Regions from separate parts of the Mus musculus genome. Here regions 2 and 3 are each linked to region 1. A link is a contact called in public Micro-C and promoter capture Hi-C data. All regions are on one chromosome and are shown on one strand. Each heading gives the region's core, a stretch centred on a gene start, on an enhancer-like site or on the middle of the called end of the contact. The rest is flanking DNA. Distances are from core to core; before and after follow the strand shown. Region 1 holds the start of Marveld3 (MARVEL (membrane-associating) domain containing 3). Region 2 holds the start of Dhodh (dihydroorotate dehydrogenase). Region 3 holds the start of Zfp821 (zinc finger protein 821).

Region 1 (4,659 bases), core at 660-3,159:
AAACCTTTCATCAGCACACAGGAGACTCTGGTACTGTGCACACTTACGACCTAGGCGTACCGAGCCAGCCGCAGTGAGCTGCCCTTCACCACTAAAGAACCCAGGCTTCTGGGGCACAGAGGAAGCGGTTTTTCTACTTGAATCGCCTTCTACTGTCTTCTGTCTTCCTTCCACAGAACTCAGCTCTAGGTCACCTTCCTTGGCATCCTGAGCCTCTGGTGGCTGTTTTCACTGCCAGTCAGTCTCTGAACGCTGACAGTAAGTTACTGCATGCGGGTCCCTGCATTCCCTCCCTCCAATAAATGCTTAGGAGGAGAGCAGACAGAGAGAAGCTGCCCTTTGGCCTCAAACCTTTAAATAAGCCACGAACAATTGCATGTCTTTTATTCACTCTGGGGTGAGGCGGGGTAATGAGGACTCTGGTTTTAAGAGGAAACGCACAAATGTACCTCTTGTTTTTCTACTCCTGTGGTTGCAGTCCAAGATGGGTGCAGCCAGGGAAACAATAGCTAGTGTCAAAGACCGAAAGAGCAGCCCAAATCTGGGCGCAGCTTTCGCGAGGTGAGTTGGCTTTAGATAATGTAACATAAACTCATGATAGCAGCTTTCCCTGATGTGTGGAAGTCTAATGGCAGAGGCTCCAAGTCTAATGGCAGAGGCTGGGGATCATCAGCTAGAAGAGTTGTCTCCAGGGAAAAGAATGCACAGTTTTGACAACCACACACACACACACACACACACACACACACACACACACACACACACACACTTTTTGCCCTCAGGGACACCTATTTTATTCTATTTACCCAGTCCCCAGAGCCTGGTTCCACATCTGTGCAACTGGATGGCGCGCTGAGTCTCTAGGAGGGGGTATGACGACCGGTCCCCTGCTAGTCCTTTCCACCCTCATTCACAAAACCTTCAAAGACACAGGGGAATTTCGGGACCTACAGACCAAGTTCGTCTATTCATGAGGGTGGGGTTTAAACAAACCTACGGTCTGAAACAAGCTGCTGAGAAAGACCTCACTGACTTTGTTACACATCACCGGAGAATGAACGTTTAGGTGGGCTTAGTTTCGTGTTTAAAACGGCGGCTTCTGCTAGCAGTCTGCTGCGCATACATAGCCTTGTCAGGAAGAGCGAGTCCAACTATTAACTCTTCGTTGGGCTAACTTTATTCAGCCCCCCCCCCAACCTGGAAGCTGGACTTTGAAAGGTATAGAGGGAAGGCTAGGGAACAAGACTTAAGAGTCTGTGGCCCTCCGGCTAGCCCCACCTACCTAGCCTTCTAAACCGTTCCAGTTTCAGTCCTGAAACTCTCCTCCTTCCTCTGGTTCTCGGGCTTTCCCACTTTTTCTTTTATGTCATCTCTCCTCCACCCTCGGCGGTCCCTGGTCCCTAGCAGGTGCACCCCTCACCTCTCCAACCCGCGGCGCCCGAGGCCATGCTTCTGCGACAGCTCTGGGGGCCCCCAGGGTGCGGGTCCCGGAGTCGGGGCTGCGTCCCAACTGGGTCCCCAGGGCTCGGGCCGCGCACGGCTTTGACGGGACTTCTCCAAGGCTCTTTGTTCGGATGCGCGATGGCCCGCGTCCCTGTGTCTGTCCTGGCGCTGGTCTCGGTCCGTTCTCTGTTCCCGGCCCGCCCGACGGTCCCCGTTTCCTCTCACGTCACCGTTCCTCTCCCTGTGCCTGTCCCCGCCTCGGTCCCGCGACCGCTCGACGTGGTGGTCTCGGTCCGGGTGCGGGCGCCGGTCCGGGTCTCTTTCTCTAGGACGGGTCCGGGGCTCACGGTGCCCCGAAGTATTTTTCATGGCCGGATTCCTGTCCCCGCCCGGAAACGATCCGAGGGCGACAACCAACCATAAGTTTCCCAGGCAGGTGGCCAAGCTCAAGGACGGGGCGGTACAGCTCACCTGTGCGCACGCGCACTTGCCCTCCAGCGGCCCGGAGAGGGCGCACCTGCCACTGGCCGCCAGGGGGCAGTCGTGGTGCGGCCAGAGGGGATGGGGGTGGGAGTGGGGTGGACGAGGGCTGGAGAGTGGGAGGTGGATTCTTGCTGAAATAGATGTCAGTCCTAGGTTTTATAGGATTATCAAAGGGAAATGGCCCAGGGAGCAGGCAAAAGGATGTGACCAAATCAGCTCAGCCTTCAAAGGCTGTCTCTTGCTAGAGCTATTAGGACGCCAGACCAATCATTTATTTCTTTACTTTCATGGTACTGGGTTTGAATCCCAGGGCCTTGCATGTCTAGGTGAGCATGGTACCACTGAGCTATATTCCCAGCCCCAAACGAAGATCATTAAACCCACTAATACAGTTCCGGGCATGGATTTGAGCTTTTCGATAGAGAGCTCATTAGGGGGAGGAGTTGGTAACTCCATTGATCTAAACTTGGGTGGGGTGACCTCACTCCTAGCAGCTATGACGAGTTCCCCCAAATGAAGCCAGTAGTGGTGATTTCCTGTCGACCAACTTACAAAGCGTCTTGAGTTTGCTTCCCCAGAGCGTACTCATCATCCACCCTTCTTCTCAGCCATCCACCCACACAGTCAGATAGCCACACATCCACCTACCCGCTCAGCCAGCCTCTCACCCACGGGTCCTCTCCCTCCTCAGAGAAGTTACAGCCCAAACTTATAAAACACTTAAAAGAAAAAAGAAAAGAAAAGAACTGTTCTACTCGTTATTAGTAGCCTTTAATTTTGCCAAGAACATTTTTTAAAAACCAGAAAACTGGCTCTGCTAGTGGGGTCAGCAAGTGAGCAGGAGCACGTGACTCAGCAGGTGCGGGAGGTTCGCAGGGAAGTCGTTTTGGACAGAGATAGTGCTCCAGTTTGCGTAAAGACTGGATGGGAACAAGGACACGTGCTAGAAAGACAACGTGAGGCTCTGCTCTGAGTAGAATTGAGGAATCAGGAAGGATGGGCCGAGTTGGAGACTGAAACTGACTCCTGTATCCCCACATATGTGAATCTGGTGACACCTCCTGTGTCTACAGCACTCACCGTGGTGGCTGGACGCTCATGTTCCAGCAGGGCAAAGAGGTGACCCTCTGGTGAGCTCTAAGGAAGGGTCATGGCCGCAGGCAATGCCTTTCCTGAGCTTTGTATAAAGCTCTTGGCATTTCATTTCTTATGGAAGCTGGAAGTATCGCCCTCTGAGGCTCTCATCCATGGAGAATGGGCGTTGGCAAAAGAGCTGTTAACTGTCTTTGGCTCCTCCGTGCAGTTATCTCACTTTGAGAATGTTATAAACTGGCCTCTGGCTACTTCTGCAGAGGCTTTGCTGCCTGGCTCTATGCCAAGTTCTGTCAACGTCACCACCGAGGGTACAAGATGCAGAGCTGGAGCCCCACAAACTCCCAGTGGCTGTCCCTCCTCACCCCGGCATCGGTCCATGGCTCCATCACCATCACGCCGAACACTAATCTCTGAAATCCCTTTCCAGCCCGAAATCAAGAGTAAAACCCGAGCCAGGTATCACCCGTGATCACACCTGCAATTCCAGCCTGTGATCTCCGTGTAAGTTCGACGCTGGAAGGGGTCAGAGTGGGCTACGCTTCATGTTTTTCAAAGTAATGGAGTTCTAAGGAAGTGCCTGCTTGGAGACCCACTCTGACCCCCGCCCCCCCTTTTGATAGGCAAAAATGTAACTAAAAAAAAAAAAACTTTTAAAAAGTAAAACAGACGATCCTAGAATGTGGAGGCTTTCATGAACTGCCAGCTACTCAAAGGAGGAAGAAATAAGAGAGTGGATGGAGGGTCCAATATGCGGCCAGGGGTTTCCTCATTTCTAGCTTATGTTATTTTATTGCCTTTGTCTAATTCCAAATACAGCCCCAGGGCTGGAGAGGTGGCCCTGGGGTTAAGAGAAATGGCCAGCTTTTCCCAGAGGATCCATGTTCAATCTCCTGCATCTGTATGTGGCCCACAGCTGTCTGTGACTCCAGTCCCAGGGGATTTGATACCTCTGTGGGCGCCAGGCACTAATGTGGAGCCCAGACATACACGTGGGCAAGCACGCACATGCACTTGAGAAAAAAATCAAACGAAGTAAACAGCACCTCTGCTTGTTCTTCTGTTCTCTAGGTGCTTCTGGTCAGATGTTTGGGGGAGGGTGAGAAGGAAACACCATTGACATGCTCAAATTGATTTTTTTTTTTTTAAGAAAGAAAAAAAAAAGAAAAGAACATGGAACTTGTGTTCAGAATTTTATTTAACTCAATGATCATTTAGGGAACTAGGCACATGTAACAACAGGTCCTAAAAAAACAAACAAACTATGAAGTCCAGCTATGGTGGCACATGGTTAGTCTCAGCTGTTGGCTAGTCAAATTCATGGCCACATCAAGTTTCAGGCCAGTCAAGGCTATGCAGTGAGAACTTTGTAGAACAGACTCATTTATAGGTCATCGGGGATAGTGAAATGAAGTGAACACACAAAGACCTTTTCCCCTCCAAAAAGGAAAAAAAAAAATCAGTTTTCAAAAGCAACATGTAATTTGCATGTCTATAGACAAGAACCTTTTTTGTTTTGCTTTATATCACTACCAGTTACCTACAATTTGCTGAGTTGTTAAAATAGCCACCAGTCAAGGAAAAAAATATGCGTCAGATGACCTGAGTGTGCCTTCCACCTGTGGCCGCTTCTCACTGAAG
Region 2 (4,659 bases), core at 661-3,160, 350 kb before region 1:
ATTTCCCTGTATACTGTATGATGTTTAAACTTTGCTACTGATATTTATGTAGGTTTTAACAAAAGCTTCCTATCTGAGCCAAGGGACAAGCTATATATAGTTCATCTCAAACACCAACTACCTCCCACAGGATTTTACATATACATGAATACTTTCCAGGAACACTGGCACCTTGTAATTGAGGAACACAGCTTACACAACAGTACCAAGAATAAGTCGTCATCCCTACAGCCTCACCAGAGAGTATGATGCTCTGCTTGTAAACCAGGGCACACCTGTGGCAATCATTTCTAAGGAGAGGCTTAAACATTTGACCATCTATAGGGGTGAGTGGTGCTCTGACTTCTACATACTAAAACGCATGTTTTCATTTCTCCTTCATACTGTGGTAAGAACATGGTGTTTGTTTACACTTTAAAATTATACCTAGAAAGGTTACCAGCATAAAATGTCATATGAGTATAATATAAAAGTGGTTACAATATAAACATAGCTTAAGTCTTGTTGGGCAGAGAACCACAACCCAGTCAAAAGTGCTTCCCTATGCTTTTCGATAACTATCACTGCCAGATGCTATGTGGCTAATGCACTCATTCGATCCTTCACCAAAGGCAAGCAAACCTGTTCTTCAGGAGAGTGTAACCCAAGAGACAAACTAATGGCCACATAAACATAGAGCCATGACAAGTGACATGAAGGGATAAATCATGGAAGGATCTTGAGGAAGCGAGTAAAAGCTGACTTTCAAAGGTTAGACACAAGCTAAAGAGGAGATAGCAGCTGGAGAAGAGATCTCTAGGTGGATGAGGCCAATGAGAGGGGCCAAGGCATGGGGGAGGGATAGACGGCTGCTTGGAACTAAAAGGAAAACACTGCTTTAAATGAAACAGGAGAAAAGAAGAGAGGCGTCAGCCAACATTTGGCTAACAGATTTGGTTTAAGTGCACGTGCTGCTCTGCCAGAGGAACTGAGTTCGGTTCCAGCTCCCATGTCAGGCGGCTCACAACTGGAGCTCTAGAGGATCCAAAACCCTCTGGTCTCAGAGGGTATCTGCACTCACGTGTGCACACACGCACGTGCGCGCGCGCCTACACTTTTTTTTTTTTTTTTAATGGGATTTGTCCACTAAACAAGGAAGTAGCAGATATGATCAGATTTGCCTGCAACACAAACCAAGTATTCATTCTCCCTCCTCGGGGAGTTTGCAGAAATTCCTCAAGTCAAGCACCAGTATCTGTGCCCTTTTTCCAGACCAGGGTCACAACTAAGAACTCTTCACATGGAACTTCCATTCTGACCACACTTGATCCAAAAGGGTGGCCTTATGTCTTATTTCATCCCTCCTTGGAGCGTAGGCGATCGTGTCCTCACAAAGGCCCGATACTTGGATCAATTTAAAAAAAAAAAAAATGCCCGCGTATCTCTCAGGTTCAGCCTAGCCTCTGCCCACATACGCTTGCTTTTTGCATGCCCTTAGCTGTGCACGTGCAGGTCACACTTCAAGGGTCCCAGCCTTTCAGTTTCCCAGCCTCATCCCCCTCCCTGCCGGTTATCCACACCACGAATGAGCTTCCCCGCGCAGGACTCACTCTCAGCTGTCTCCACGCCATGCTCCTTCTGCCATTAAGCCCGCCTCTGCCTGCATCCCATTGGAGAATGTGGGCTCGGCTCCACCTATCTCCCAAGCCCCACCAGCCGGCCCGCCCCTAGACGTTGATTGGACAGCCGAACGCGTGCGCTCTGCCCGGAGTCAGGCTCCGTGGCGGGACGTGCCTACTTTCTGTCTTGTCGCTGTCGCGCCTCCTAAGGGACGCTGCTCTGAAGTCGCGCACCCTTCCTTCGGTGCAACCGTGAGGAGGAGGCTTCCGGAAGTCTCGAGTGGGGAGCAGACGCTTCCGAAATCTGCAGACCAACCCCAGCGCCCGGTAGTGCGCACTACCCTAATGCTTCCCTGTCCCTGGGAAGGAAACAAAGGGCGATGCAGCCCGAAGGTTCCGCACGGTTGTCTTTATGCCGGTGCTGCGGTATGGCTTTCATAGCCCCCTTTCTGAAACAGAAATCCTAAGAATTCTGTTTTATCAGGGCAGTGGTGGCGCCGGCCTTTAATCCCAGCGCTTGGCAGGCAAAGGCAAGCATATCTCTGTGAGTTTGAGGCCAGCCTGGTCTACAGAATGAGTTCCAGGAGAGCCTAGGCTACAACATGGAGAAACCCTGTCTCTACAGGGAGAAGGAAAAAAAAAGTACACTCATGCAAACACACAAAAATTTACCCACTGGTTTTAAAAGTAAACTCTGAGGTGTTGATAAGTAAATATGGTTTTATTTTTAAGATAATCTTATGGTGTAGGCCAGGTTTTTCTAAAAACCAATCCTGCCTCAGCACTCAAGTGCCTCTGTGCCAAGCGTTTACAGAGGCCAGAGGAGGGCATTGAATCCTCTGGAACGGTAGTTACAGATGATTGGACCCACGTACTCTGGCCCTTAACCTTATGTTTGTATCCTATTGTCCCCCTTCCCACTGGTCCCCTTCCTTTTCTGGAATAATACTTCCCCACTTTAGGTCATAATTTGGGTCAGGTTACAGGAGGCTGGAGAGATAGCTCAGCTGTTAGCACTTGATGTTCTTGGCGAGGACCCAAGTTCCGTTTCCAGCACCCACATCAGGTAGCTCACAACTGCCTGTAACTCCAGGACCACATTTCTTCTGGGGCACTGTACTGGTTTTCCCATACCAACAGGTAGATGTGTGTGTGTGTACACATAAATTCTAAAAATAAGTCCTTTTAAGGTCTGTATCCTGCATACAAGAAAAAAAGCATATTTAGCAGTCTGAGATTGGCTTGCTTCATGTAACATGATCTCCAGTCCCATACATTTTCCTGTAAATTACCTCATTTTATTCTTTCTAATGGTTGAATGTTGTTCCATACCATATATGTATCATATATATCATTATCTTGATCTGTTTGTCTGTTACTGCTTCCATAAACTGGCTGTTGTGAATATTGCTCCAAAAAACATAGATATACAGGTACCTCGGTCATATGCCAGCTTGGATTATTTAGGGACTATACCTAGAAGTGACGTATCTAGGAGTTTGGGTTAGTGATTGAATGTTTGTTTGTTTGTTTTAAATTTGTTGTTCTGTGTGTGAGAGAGTTCAGACAGCAGCCTGCTATGGCAGACATGTGTAGGCCAGTAAATAACTCTGGGGGGGGGTGGGGGCGGGGGCATGGTACATGTATAAAGATCAGGGTACAACTCGCAGGAATCAGTCCTGTCTTTGCATCATGTGCTTTCTGGGGACAGAACTCAGGCTGTCAGGTGTGGCAGCAAGCACCTTTGACCACTGAGCTGTCTCACTGCTTGAGGATGGGTTTGTTATATTGATTTTGAGTTTTGGTTTTGATTTGGGGTTTATCTGTGGCCTGGAACTCAGAAGTCTGCCTGCCTTTGGTTCCCTAATGTTGGGACCAAAGGTATATACCACCATGGTGTATTTATTTTGTATCGTGGTATTTTCCTGAAAGTTGGTATCGTCTATTAGAGTGTTCTGGTGGAATTCTCAATGTGTTTTAGGTATAGGCTCATATTGTCTACAAATAGGGATACTTAAGTTCTCTGTGTCCTGTTTGTAGCTCTTCTATTCCTTTATCTTGCCTCATTGCTCTCTAGAGAATAATCTCAGTGCTGTACTGAGTAAAACTGGGAAATGGGTGCCTTTACTCATTCCTCATTTTAGAGGAAATTCTTTCAGTGTTCCCATTTGGTACAGCATAGGGTATAAGTTTATCATAGACAGCCTTGGTTTGTGTGTGTGTTTATTCGTTGTCGTTAAGAAGTCACAGACGTTTCTGGAATCCCTTTCATTACCTTCTCCAGTGCTTCCACAGACCCAGGTCTGTGGTTGAGCCTCGTTTAGGTGCACTTGTCCTGTGAGGTCTTCACGGCTCCATTAGCACCAGCAGATGACATTGCTGGGTCTCTTCACCTTGGCTGGCAGTCATTTGCTCTAGAGATTGTATTATAGCCATGCCTTTCTGGTTAACAGGATCTCTCTGGTCAGTCTGGGAATTGTGATGAGTTTGTTTTTGTAAATGAGATGGTCTTTCACTCCTGGTTCAACTCAAATACATTGCTCATCTGGACCTTCTCCCTCTCAAGCTGTCTGTCCCTCTGTGGTGACATTTTTCCTCTTATCACTAACAACAATTATTTCATTCCTTCCCTAACTAGACCTTTGCAGAGTGTGGACTATAGTACGCCCTTCAATAGAATACTGCAATATTTTAAAACTAAGGGGATGTGTCCTCAGATTCTGATCTTTAGAGGGCTTACAGTGTTGGTGTCTTCTTCTGGAATGGGTTTCAAAACGCATAAAGGCACTAAGAGATGAGTACACACATAGCTCAGTGGCAGAGTCCATGCTCAGGGCCCCAAATTCAATTGCCACAATACACTCACCAAACACAGCGGAGAGAAACTAGGCATTGTCTGGGCTGCTTCGATGACCATCTCAACCCTGAAAGCTGCCAAGCGTTTGCGCACATCTATGGTACAAAAGAAGATAGCCAGCTGCACAGATCAGTGAAGGGCATGCAACAGGGGAGAACCAGTGGCGAGCTCTCTAAACAAAGGGTTTTTCAGCAAAGCAATGAC
Region 3 (4,659 bases), core at 1,113-3,612, 260 kb before region 1:
TAAAAAGAAAAAGAAAACCTATTACTCTGTACAAAGTCTTCCAGATCTAGAATGAGTCTAGGTGAGGCAGAGGTAAGATAAGTATGTTTCTCATCACTTGATCATGAACCTGAATCACAACACTGTGGAGAAATTTTAAGAACACAGGAAACGCAAAAGAATAGCAGTTTTTTGTTTTTTTGTTTTTCTAGACAGGGTTTCTCTGTATAGCCCTGGCTGTCCTGGAACTCACTTTGTAGACCAGGCTGGCCTCAAACTCAGAAATCAGCCTGCCTCTGCCTCCAGAGTGCTGGAATTAAAGGTATGTGCCACCACCACCCAGCTAAGAATAGCAGTATTATGATTCCATATTATCATAAACAGCCCAGCATCCCCTACACAATTGCCGTGGCATGAACCCAGGTCCTGTCTACCCTTGAATCTAAGCTGCCCAACATTACACAATAATCTAATAACAAACTCAAGACATTTCATTGGAGGCTATCAGTCAGCTATTTTCTTGTTGAAAGTGTCTGCCAGGTCAATTTCAAAGTGATCTAACAAGGCTATGTATGCTGAATCTCTAAGTCTAGCTCACCAAGAATGACGGAGGTCTTAAAGTTACTGTTATTTCAGCTTGTATTCATACACAAAAGTCTAAAAGCTAGTTTGATGATATCTCATTTCCTAGGTATGTGAACAAATCAAATTCTTGAATTTGAAATGTTTTCTTGACTGATATTGAATGGTAACTCCTATCTAAACATTCCAGCCATAAGAAAGCAAACAAGCAGCTGGGCGGTGGTGGTGCACGCCTTTAGTCCCAGCACTTGGGAGGCAGAGGCAGGCGGATTTCTGAGTTCGAGGCCAGCCTGGTCTACAGAGTGAGTTCCAGGACAGCCAGGACTACACAGAGAAACCCTTTTGGTGAGCATTTACATGGGACACAAATATCTTCACATCCTTTGCCCATTTGGAGATATCTATCCACATACTTCTTCCCCAGACGTCTTTCTCACCAATTTTCCAATTGTGATCTTTCCAAGTCCCTGACCATCCAGCCAATCCATTGGCTACAGCCCATGAGTCAGTAAATAATTGTACATCTGGCCATTTCTTCTTGCAAACAAACTGTAATACCATGTGTACTGCCCGGAGTTCTGCCCACTGTGAAGATTTCCCTTCACCTGTGTCTTTCAAGGTTGTCCCAGAAAGGGGTTGTAATGCTGCAGCTGTCCACTTCTGGGTGGTGCCTGCATAACGTGCAGAGCCATCAGTAAACCAGGCTCTAGTCTTCTCCTCTTCGGTCAGTTGAAACAACAAAACAAAAAACAACAACAAAAAGCAAACAAGCAAGAACAATTTACCTACAGCATTGTCAAGGACCACCATTCTTCAATTCCACCGTTCTAGCACATTCTGCAAGACACAGGCAATGGCATCTCGTTGGAGATTTCAGGAAGGAAGAATTTGTAAGAATGCTTTATGCAAACACTTCGACTAGTCATTTTATCAGCAAGAGTCAGCACTCTTGTTTGTTCTGCCTCGTGAAGCCGCAAATCATAAGAGAACTTGCACAGGGCTTTCAGAGATTGTTTTACATGACTAGCACAACTCTTGAGAGAAGAGGGCCAGAACAGGGAAGTGACTTGCCCAAAAGCGAACAGACTGGTCGGTGGCAAAGCTGGGGCTGAAAGTTGGGCCTTCTAAAACAGGGCTCCTCTTTTTACTTCTCTACGGAGAGACTTCAGGGGTAGGTATGGGTTTTCCGCCCAAATAAGGGGAAAGAAGGGAGAGCAACGGAGAAATAATGACGCGGACAGTAACAGGAGTCGCGTTAGAACGGAGTTGAACCACGTTCAGCCTTTCCAAACACCCTTAGATAGCAACAAGGACCACAAGCTACCTAGGTCCTGTGTCTGTGACCACCTGATAGCTTAGTCCCTCCCACAGAAGCTGTGGGCCCTCTTTCTTTACTTTAAATGCCTCGAGAGTTGAAGAAGCCTTGGGACAAGTGGGAGTGAAGAGGGTTTGTGACTACGGGATGGTTGGCCCAGGTTCGGCTACGGAGGGGGAAGCCTGCGGCGGAGCTGTGGTTGGGGGATGTGGGTTCTGTGGCTGAACTCGACTTTGGGAGAGGAAACCAGCCGGGGAGATGACAGCTGAGTGGAGTTCACCCGCTCTAAAGGTGCGCGGAAACGTCAGGACACCTCCGAAAGCTCTTTAGATGCTCAGCTCCGCGTCGCCAGGACCAGATCGCGGGCGGGGCCCCTCTGGAACGCCCGCGATTGGATGCTCCCTAAGCCCCGCCTTCCCGGACCCTTTTCCCCCGAGGCCCCGCCCACAGCGCCAGGCGCGCGCCTCGGGAGCCGGGAGGGGTCGGGGCGGCGGCGGGAGGAGAGGTGAGGCTCCGGCACGCGCCCCACTCGCTGCGAGAGCGCGAACCGCGCGCTCCCGTCGTCCGCGTCGCCATCTTTTTTTTTTCCCCCCTCCGTCCGTCTGTCTGCCGTTGGCTTTGTCTGTCCGCCGCGCCGCCCCTCGCCTCCCCGCCGCCAGCCCGGCCCGCAGCCACCCTCTGCCCACCGGGGCCGGGTCCCAGAGAGCCCGGGCCCGGCCGGCTGGAGCTGCGGCCGGGGCCCATTGTCCCGCGGTCTGTCCGTCCGGAGGCGGAGCCCAGGGACGCGGAGCGCCGAGGCTGCGGGTAAAGCGCCCCCGCGCCGGGAGTCGGCAACCCGCGTAGCTCCCGACTGCCCGCGCCGCCGCCCGCCTTTTGTTTGCTCGCTCCTGGGGAGGGGCGGGCTGGGTGCTGCGGCGGCGGCCGGGTGCGGGCCTCGCGGGCCGGCGTCTGACAGGCTGGGGTGGAGCTGGGGGAGGGGAGGATGGGCGTGGGAGAGCGGACGGGGCGGGGGGCCCCTGCCGTCCTGGAGCGGGCGGGCGGGCGGGCGGGCTGGCCCAGGAGCTACTAAATTTAGATTTCGGAGGAGGCTAAGTGGTCGTCTGTGGGTTGGTCAGAAACGCGTAGGGAGACCTCTGGCTCCAGTCTAATTACCTGGGATTTACCTCTGCCCCTGTTGGGAAAAGCCAGAGAGACACCCTCTCAACTGATGGCACACCCCAGCTCCAGCGCCGACCCGAGAGGACCCGGGCACAGTGAAATGGCTGTATGATTGTCTTTCTCTTCTCCCTTTTGGCAGCTTCACATCACTCGGATTCGGGCGACTTTACTTTGCTTCGTGGGAACCTCATCAGAGCTGGAGGTGGGAGTGCACCCTCTTTTCTTTAAGGCTGGAAAAGGGCGCGCGCACACACACACGCACATCTGTAGTGTGTGTGCCCTGGAAGCTGCATCCTAACACCTGTGAGAGCAGAGGCAGGATGAGGGGGTGGGGGCCAGTGCATCCTTCCCAAGGACTCTTGACTGTGGCTCTATAGATGACAAAAACAAAAACCCCTACTCCCTTTAAAAGTCGCATCCCTTGTAGGTCGATCCTCAGTTTCCCGTTCTTCCCAGGTTCCTCCCTGAGCAGAAGATACTCAGGCGGCTCGCTATCCAATTACATTCCGAGCTTAAGTTTCACAATTGGGCAGCGCTGAAAGCAAAAGGGACCAAGTGACCTTTTGTACTTATGGGGTCTTGTTTTAAGAGGGTTACAACCTATAAAACTAACCTCAGATATTGTGCAGTTTGGGTCAGGAGTGGCCTCCCCGTGCCATTTGTCTGTCTCCTTACTTATTTTCCATGGTTTCCCCCCCTCCTCTGGACTTTTTCTTTCTAGTGGGTTTTTGAATTCTTGTGCTTTGGCTTTGTTTTGTGCTAAGGGAGGGTGTGTGTTTATTTTGCCTGGATCCCTCAGGTGTGAAGTCCCAGGAGGGACCATCTGGTCAGTTCCCCACTGGGCCACTAGGAGGCTGATGAGAGGCAGTGGTTCAGCTGTGGCTGCAGGTTTCCTCTCTGTGCCTTGTAGCTTTCTTACTGAACCAGTGTCTTGCCAGGATGATCTAAATAGAGCCTGGCACTCCTTCAAACAGACTTTATTACCTCAGTCGCAGAGCTTCGGTTCCTGGTCCTTATGGGGGTAAATGGAGATGAGATATCATTTGTTTTCTGTTACATGGTAGAGAAGTATAGAAAGATTGGCAGTCTGCATCTCATTCAGCTTTCAACTTTGGGAGTCCCCAGACACAGAGAAAGACCTAACGTGTGATATTCAGTCAGAGCCTATATTAAAATGGGTAGGGAGGGCTGGGTGTGGTGGCTCACGCCTTTAATCCCAGCACTTTGGGAGGCAGAGGCAGGCGAATTTCTGAGTTCCAGGACAGCCAGGGCTATACAGAGAAACTCTATCTCGAAAAATTAAAAAAAAAAAAAAAGTAGGGAGAATAAACCAGGCGTAGTAATACCTCTGATCCCATTGGTCAGAAGGCTGAGGCTGGGGAGTCATTGAATCAAGGGGTTTGAATTCTTGTACCTTAAGACTCAATCTCCAAAAAAGAGTAGAGGCAGGGGAAAGGAGTGACTACCCCCTACAACTGGGGGTGTAGCTTAGTCAGTAGTGTGCTTGCCCACTATGCACAAAGACCTACCTAGCGTACACAGAATTTTAGATTCAGTCCCCAGCACCATGGAAGGCTGGGTATGGAGGCAGGTACTGCACCTGCCTGTACTGTGTTGAGACAGGA

What was found. Promoter capture Hi-C pulls out the DNA fragments that hold promoters and counts their contacts. Hi-C and Micro-C count contacts between places; a contact is called where the count stands out from the background.
Region 2: a contact with region 1 is called in a promoter capture Hi-C map of embryonic stem cells. The contact joins the promoter of Dhodh here to the promoter of Marveld3 in region 1. A contact is called at or near these places in 3 of 39 promoter capture datasets (the C10 cell line, embryonic stem cells and pre-B cells), 1 of 484 Hi-C or Micro-C datasets (embryonic stem cells) and 2 of 115 datasets of contacts at active chromatin or transcription factors (the 230-238 cell line and bone marrow-derived macrophages).
Region 3: a Micro-C map of embryonic stem cells shows a contact between it and region 1, with 2.4 times the contacts expected there. The contact joins the promoter of Zfp821 here to the promoter of Marveld3 in region 1. A contact is called at or near these places in 1 of 39 promoter capture datasets (liver), 1 of 15 datasets of contacts at CTCF or cohesin (the NIH/3T3 cell line), 3 of 484 Hi-C or Micro-C datasets (the N1E-115 cell line and embryonic stem cells), 1 of 115 datasets of contacts at active chromatin or transcription factors (epiblast stem cells) and 2 of 9 other capture datasets (adipose tissue and liver).

The regions. Positions count from the first base shown.
Region 1 is chr8:109,960,296-109,964,954 of GRCm38.p6, forward strand. It overlaps Marveld3 (MARVEL (membrane-associating) domain containing 3), which reads right to left and starts at 1,910. Exons shown (of 3, transcript NM_212447.2): 1 at 1,421-1,910. The coding sequence starts at 1,812.
Region 2 is chr8:109,606,763-109,611,421 of GRCm38.p6, forward strand. It overlaps Dhodh (dihydroorotate dehydrogenase), which reads right to left and starts at 1,911. Exons shown (of 9, transcript NM_020046.3): 1 at 1,590-1,911. The coding sequence starts at 1,610.
Region 3 is chr8:109,703,184-109,707,842 of GRCm38.p6, forward strand. Zfp821 (zinc finger protein 821) reads left to right here and starts at 2,363. Exons shown (of 9, transcript NM_001167946.2): 1 at 2,363-2,680; 2 at 3,174-3,236.